Regions from separate parts of the Sus scrofa genome. Here region 1 is linked to region 2. The links are chromatin contacts, called in public HiChIP or PLAC-seq maps. All regions are on one chromosome and are shown on one strand. The core of a region is the stretch at or near the end of the contact, and the rest is flanking DNA. Distances in the headings are between cores, read along the strand shown. Region 1 holds the start of SCARB1 (scavenger receptor class B member 1). Region 2 holds the start of UBC (polyubiquitin-C).

Evidence for each region. HiChIP or PLAC-seq counts read pairs in DNA pulled down with a chosen protein or histone mark.
Region 1: a contact with region 2 is called in an H3K27ac HiChIP or PLAC-seq map of skeletal muscle. The contact joins the promoter of SCARB1 here to the promoter of UBC in region 2. A contact is called at or near these places in 2 of 5 promoter capture datasets (fetal liver and liver), 6 of 47 Hi-C or Micro-C datasets (heart right ventricle, liver, mesenteric adipose tissue and 1 more) and 2 of 2 datasets of contacts at active chromatin or transcription factors (alveolar macrophages and skeletal muscle).

Annotation. Positions count from the first base shown.
Region 1 is chr14:28,300,060-28,303,105 of Sscrofa11.1, forward strand. It overlaps SCARB1 (scavenger receptor class B member 1), which reads left to right and starts at 1,362. Exons shown (of 13, transcript NM_213967.1): 1 at 1,362-1,618. The coding sequence starts at 1,493.
Region 2 is chr14:28,252,237-28,255,725 of Sscrofa11.1, forward strand. UBC (polyubiquitin-C) reads left to right here and starts at 1,621. Exons shown (of 3, transcript XM_021074017.1): 1 at 1,621-1,676.

The DNA of each region.
Region 1 (3,046 bases), core at 112-2,611, 48 kb after region 2:
GCTGCCAAAAAGAAAAAAAAAAAAAAAAAAAAAGATGAAGGGGGATTGGCCTACATACAGAGTCTAGAATTCAGTGGAGGAGTTTGCTGCAGGCTTTAGGAGCAGGCTACATGGGGACTGTGGAGGGTATTGCAGGGGAGCACGTGCCCACCTGTTCTATTTTCTTGGCACTTTTCTCTGAAATCACCCATCATTTATTTGCTCACTTGCCCATCACCTGTCTTCTTGTTCACTGGAAAGCAGCTTAGATATGTTAACCTAACCCTCTGTGCCTGTTTCCTTATCTGTAAAATGGAGCCATCATGGGCAAGGCACTCAGCACAGGGCCAAGTTCCTAGAAGGCTCCTTGTGGTTCACTCTAACATGTTCCTTGTGAGCCAGCATTCCCAGCCAGGCCGCTGTCAAACTACTTTTGGGGACGGGGCAGAGGGCCAGAGAGACAAAGCTTCTGCTGTAGCAATCTAGTCCCAGGCCATGGTCAGAATGCAAGAATAAAGTGGAACACGCCAGGTGGTGCCCGGTGATAAGGGTGAGGGGTGAGCCCGAAGAGCTGGCGCTATTTTATTTTACACAGGGTGGCGGGGCAGGCCTTTCTGATAAGATGGCCGAGCAGTCGTGAAGGAAGGAGCAGGGCAGATATCTGGGGAAGACAGAATTCCAAGTCGTGGGTGTACCAAGTCTTGAGGCAGGAGCCTTCTAGATGTATACATACATAGGGCGCGTGCGTGCATGCTTGTGTGTGTGTGTGTGTGTGTGTGTGTCTTAGAGGCAGAGGGGTGTGTGTGTGTGTCTTGGCAGACGGGTGGGGGAAGGGAATGAGGGGAGATGAGGGGGCAGGGGCTCTGGAGTTCCTGCCAGAGTTGGGAAATTCCTATTAAATATGAACAATGATGATGGTCCTGACAGAGCAAGTGGGAGGGGAGAAGGAGCAAAGAAGGGGGGCGGAGGAGTGTGTAGAAAGCAGGTGAGGAGGGGAGACAGCTGAGGAGAGGGGAGAAGGTGGGGAGGAGGAAGAATCAGGGAAATGGATGGACGGGGAGAAAGAGGGAGTGAGGAAGGGGAAAAAAGTTACGAGGTGGAGGGAAGCCAGGTTCAACGTTGCACGTGGCCGTGAGACCTCCACAGCTCCCCCCGCTGGAAACGGAAGCTAGGGCGCCGGGCCCGCGGCTGTGGCCCCGCCCCACAGACCTTCTGATCCGCGCCCCGCCTCAGACACGCCCCCTGGAACTTAGGCCCCGCCCCGCCGCCCCCACCCGCCGGCGCCCGCCCGAATCCCGGTGCCCAGGGCGTCCCGGGGGCGGTCCGCTTTGATGGCGCATAAAACCGCTGGCCACCTGCCGGGTCGCTCCTCCGTGCTCTGCCGTCCGGAACCCGCCGTGCCGCTGCCGTCCCCGTCCCCGGAGTCACAGTCACTGTCGCCTCCGCCCCCGTCTCGTTCCCTCCACAGGCGCGGAGCCCAGCGACCTCCGCGCGGGCGCCAGGGCGCGCAGACATGGGCAGCCGCTCCAGAGCGCGCCAGGTGGCCGCGGCGCTGGGCTTCGTTGGGCTGCTCTTAGCTGCACTGGGCGCTGTTATGATCGTGATGGTGCCCTCGATCATCAAGCAGCAGGTCCTCAAGGTGGGTGAGGGGCCTGACTAGGGGTCTGTGCCGGGTCCGGTCCGGGCTGGAGGGCGCTGGGCACCGAGGAGGGTCGGGCGCGCAGCCGGCCGGCTGTCAATCCGAAGCCGGGATCCTTACCTGGGGCCCCCGCCCCTGAGCACGGGGGAAGGGGGACCAGTGGGCACGAGGAAGGGCAGCTGGCCACCTTCCTAGGGACCACCCGACCCAGGACGCAGGCTGAGTTTGGGGCCCAAGGAGGTCACGCAAGGCCTTGGCTGGAGGCATGGGCCAGGGTTGGGGAAGCCTGGAATGGCTTGGGACCTGACCTCACCTTAAGGGTCTCCGGCCTAGGGCGGCCTGGAGTGTGGTCGCCTTTCGGTGCTGTCGGGAGGAGCCCAGGAGCCTGCCTGAATGTCTCCTGCCTCTTTTACAGTAGTCTGTGACAGAGTCTGGTAAAACTAGAGCTGCACATGGTGGGCGCTCAGCCTTGTGCTCTTGGCTTTCCAGAATCTCCCCTTACAAACCCATTCTCAGAGGCCGAGTGGGCTGCTCTATCCTCCCCCTCCCCCACTGCCTTCCTGATGCAGATTGGAAATGATAAGCCGCTTTTCTCCCCAGATTCACACAGAGGCAGGCATAAGCCCGAGGCTGCATGAGCAGGGTCTTTGGGGGAGCCCACAGCCTGAGAGCTTTCCTCCGATCCTAACCTTCTATCACCCCTGCCCTTTTAACCAGGAGACACATTGAGGCGGTCAGCCGGCCTTCAGACCCCCGACTCTGCCCTGGGTCTCTTGGTGGGTTGTTTGAATGAGCCTGGAGTTGCTGAGGGACAGGAAGATGTAGAGCATCACACTTGAGCTTAAAGCATTCAGAGTTTTAAAGCCAAGGCCAACCCCTGCAAGGGCTGGGAGAGAAAACCCAGGCTTACTTTAGCCCAAGATCCAGCCAGAGGCAGAGCTGGGCTAAAGATGTGGGTATCAGCAATGGCTTTTCCCTTAGCTTACTTCTTTAGGCAAGTTTCTTGAGAATGGGGACCTGGCCACATTTCATGTCTGTCCCCCAAGCCCAGCCTGGAATGCTTGGGAGATGAATGAATGAGTGAATGAATGAAGGCAGCCATTTTTTGACCTTTAAAGGTGGAGCCACTTTAGGTTTTTCCCAAGGTCTCTGGGTAAGCAGTTGTTTGAGTCACCAAGTCCTGTAATCTGATTGCATGGTGTTTCTGGCCCGTGATGACAATGAGCTCTGAGTTCCTCTTGGTGGGTTTGTGTGTGTTTCCTGCCTTTGGGGATGGCGGGAAGAAGTTTCCTGGGGAAACCTCAGAGAGGCAGAACTGCTTCTTTCTCTCTCATGGCAGCCAACACGTGTATCTTTTGCTTTTCAAAGTAGCTGTGAGAATTTTATCACAGTGAACATCGCTGTAAATGCCCGCCGAATTTGTGGTTT
Region 2 (3,489 bases), core at 371-2,870:
TAGGAGTTCCCTGGTGGCCCAGTAGGTAAAGGATCCTGTGTGGTGCAGGTACTTTTAAACTTCCATACACCACTGCCAAGAAAAAAAAGACCATCTCAGCTTAGAGCCAGAGGGATCTGACTCTACACAGCTTTTTTTTTTGGGGGGGGGACTGAAATTCATGAAACGATTCACCAGTGGGTACTAGAGCACTGGTGACAGCTCCTTTTTTGTAAGGAACTTCTGTAAAGGTTATTTCTCCCTAAATGTCAACAAGGTGTTAAAAGAACAAAATATTCTAAAGTTACCAGGCCTAACATGAATCATGTGCTTCTGTTTTACTTTGTGTCTTATAATTCAGTATTTCTGATAGCACAATGACAAAAAAAAAAAAAAAATACCATACAGAACAAATAACAAGGCTTGTCCTGGGAGACAGAACTTTCTAGAAAAGATGTCATGAATCTTTGGAAAACATGTTTTCAATAATTAGATTTTATTTCATAGTTAAAAAACAAACTAACAAAACTCATTATATGAGGTACCAAAAACTTGTCAAATTCATAGAGACAGAAAATAGAATGGTGGTTGCCCAGGGCTGGGGGTGGGGGTAGTTAGTGTTTAATGCGTACAAAATTTCAGTCTAGCAAGCCGAAGAGTGGACACAGATGGCAGTGATGGACACCCAAATACCCCAATTTGATATTGTTTTGAGGTGTAGTCACTTGAAAAGCAGCAAATGCAGAGTGAGGCTTTCACTCAACTCCCCTAATCTGCCCAGACAGATTTTGCAAAAGAAACTCAAGGGAGTTTTCACCAACCAGGGAAGATTGGCTCTTAAAACAGGAGAGACAAACTTTGACACCAAACTTTGTCATCAACTATCTTGTCTCCATCTATTCTTCTATTTTCTCAGTAAAAATTATTTACTCTCCCTTTAAGAGAATTTCCTATTAAGATGGTATTTAAGCCTAAATTCTAAAGCCTTTTTTTTAAGTGACACATTTTCCCCCAGAGGGTAGCTCCCATATATACACAAGGTGTGCATATTACTAAACTATTGTTTTTGTTTTCTTTTGTTTTGTTTCTCTTGCTAATCTGTCTTTCATTACAGGGGTCTCAGCTAAAAGAAGGATTCCCAAAAGGAAAATTATTTTTCCTCCCCTACAATATAATTAATGCCACTGAGCTGTACACTTAAAAATAGTTAAGATGATACATTTTTATGTGTATTTTGCCACAATTTAAAAACAGCAAATTAAAAAACAAAACAAAACCCCAGTGAGTTAAAAAATTTCTTAGTGTTTCTAAGTTAGGCAAATTTGGGTACTGGAACTGAATCTGACTTCCTGACTGGCGGGGGGATAAGATGGGTTATTTTTAAGCTGGAGCAGTTTGTGTTCTGCCACAGAATGCAAATACATAAATGTAAGCAGGAAAACGGACAGAGTAGAGTCCCTAGGGCTTCTTTTTATTTTTTCTCTCCTAAGCTGCAGATTCCCTTTTATGGTTATATAACTGATGATGACGCAAGTCAAACCTTTCCCGTCCAGCTCTCAGATTTCACCCTTTCTCTTGGAAAGAAAATGTTTGCTGGTCACTACGTAGACACTCTCATGACGCTGAGTTAAGTCCCATACAAGGTGGTGACCTTCAGGAGAGCTGAATCCTTTGGGGAAAGGAGGAAAGGCAGACAGGTAGGCTCCAGTCCAATCCCCAACAGCCCAACACCCAGGCCCTTTGTGAGCTCAGCCCATCACGTGCTCTTGCCTGCCCGCCAATCCTGCCGTGTTGCTGGGCCTCTGTCACTCTTCCATTGGTGCCAGCTCTGAAGCCATCCCTTCTGGGGCACCTGCAAAGGATGGATCAGTGGGTGGAAGGAACTGAAAATGGATCCAATGACTCATCCTGCTTCTGGCATATTCTAGCACATTGCATTCTAGGTCAAGGGATTTTAGGTTGTAGGAACGTGACTTGGTACACGATCCCCGAATCCAAGTGGGACATTTAGACTTTGGGAGCCCTTCTCAGCAAACAGAAAAGCAGCTCTAACAAAAACAACAAAAATCCTCCGTAGAGCAGAATTTGTCAACCCATTGCATTGCTGACTTTGGGGGCTGGGTAATTCTGTTTTTGTGGGGGACTGGCCACTGCAGGATGTTTAGTAACATCCCTGGCCTCTACCACTAGATTTTAGCGGCACACCTCAACCCCAACACCACAGCTGTGACAAGCAAAAATGTCTCCAGATACTGCCAAGTGTCCACCAAGGGACCAAGTCGCTCCTGGTTGAGAACCACTGCTCTAGAGAAACAGCATCTACCTCCCTGAGAGTTTACTTCCCCCTCCTCCCTTTCACTTCAGTGCCCTTGGACAAATGTTTATTTCTATTTGCTTCAACAAAACCCACTGTTGGACTTAGAGACCAAAATTCTCTAGTAGAGAATTTTCCTGCTAGAGACAACATCAGTGTTGTTAGCGCCTAAGAATATTGTTTTCTCTTTGGAGATAGCCCTGGGACCCAGTCCTCACCCTTGGAGCCTTTCTTCTTCCCCCTCTCCCCCTCTTTCTCCTTTTCACCTTCCCTTGCCTCTGAAATCAGGTCTGTTTTTCTCTGTAGTTTTTGGACTCTTGAAAAAAAAGCTATGTCACAAAGCTCGTGACTCAGCCTTTAAACAACATGAATCATAAGACCTGCAGTGAAAGAACAGCCAAAAGAAAACAGGGTGTGGTTTGAAGCCAGGCCTAGTCACCTGAGAAAGAACCTCAGCTTTTTGTTCCTCTGAAAACTTCTTTCTGGAATTCAAGAAGGAAACCTTATACAGAGCTTTGATGTTCTGTTCCTTTAAACCCTCTTTTCAGAAATTTAGAAATATCCCTCACAGAAATCTCTACTGGAAGTCACTGAGGTCTCCTGCTAAACTGAAAAATGACATTTTATTTTTATTATTCATTTACATTTCTTGGTAATGAATTCATTCTCTTTGAAAATGTTTAAAACGATAGGAGTTAAAGTCTGTTTTGAATACTGCTTAGACCTTTCCCATAAATACCTACAGACACAGGTTGCCAAAGAAAACATAGTTTTGTTTTTATTCTCATTTTAAGTACAGTATTTAAATAACATAATGTTTATAATTCCAACAGGAATGTAGTCTTTTCCTAATAGCAGGGTATTTTTTAGTCGGTTCTCTCTTTTTCTATATATTTATTGAAAGCTTCAAGGGTAAAAATTAAAAACACCCTCCCCACATTTATAGAAATAGAGAATATTTCTAGAAGAGTCTAGAAAGAACAGTGGCTAGGGAATTGAGTGCATGAGGGAGGTTTTTCATTATAAACTATAGAAAACCTGTTTTAAGTTTTCATCACGTTCATATATTTTAAAACATTTTTAAAATATGCCTTTGGAAAAAAATTTAAGTATGCTTTTTGAAAAAAGGAAAAAATATGCTGGAGAAATGACACAGAGATCACAAAATAAAATATCAAAATGAAAAAGATCTGACT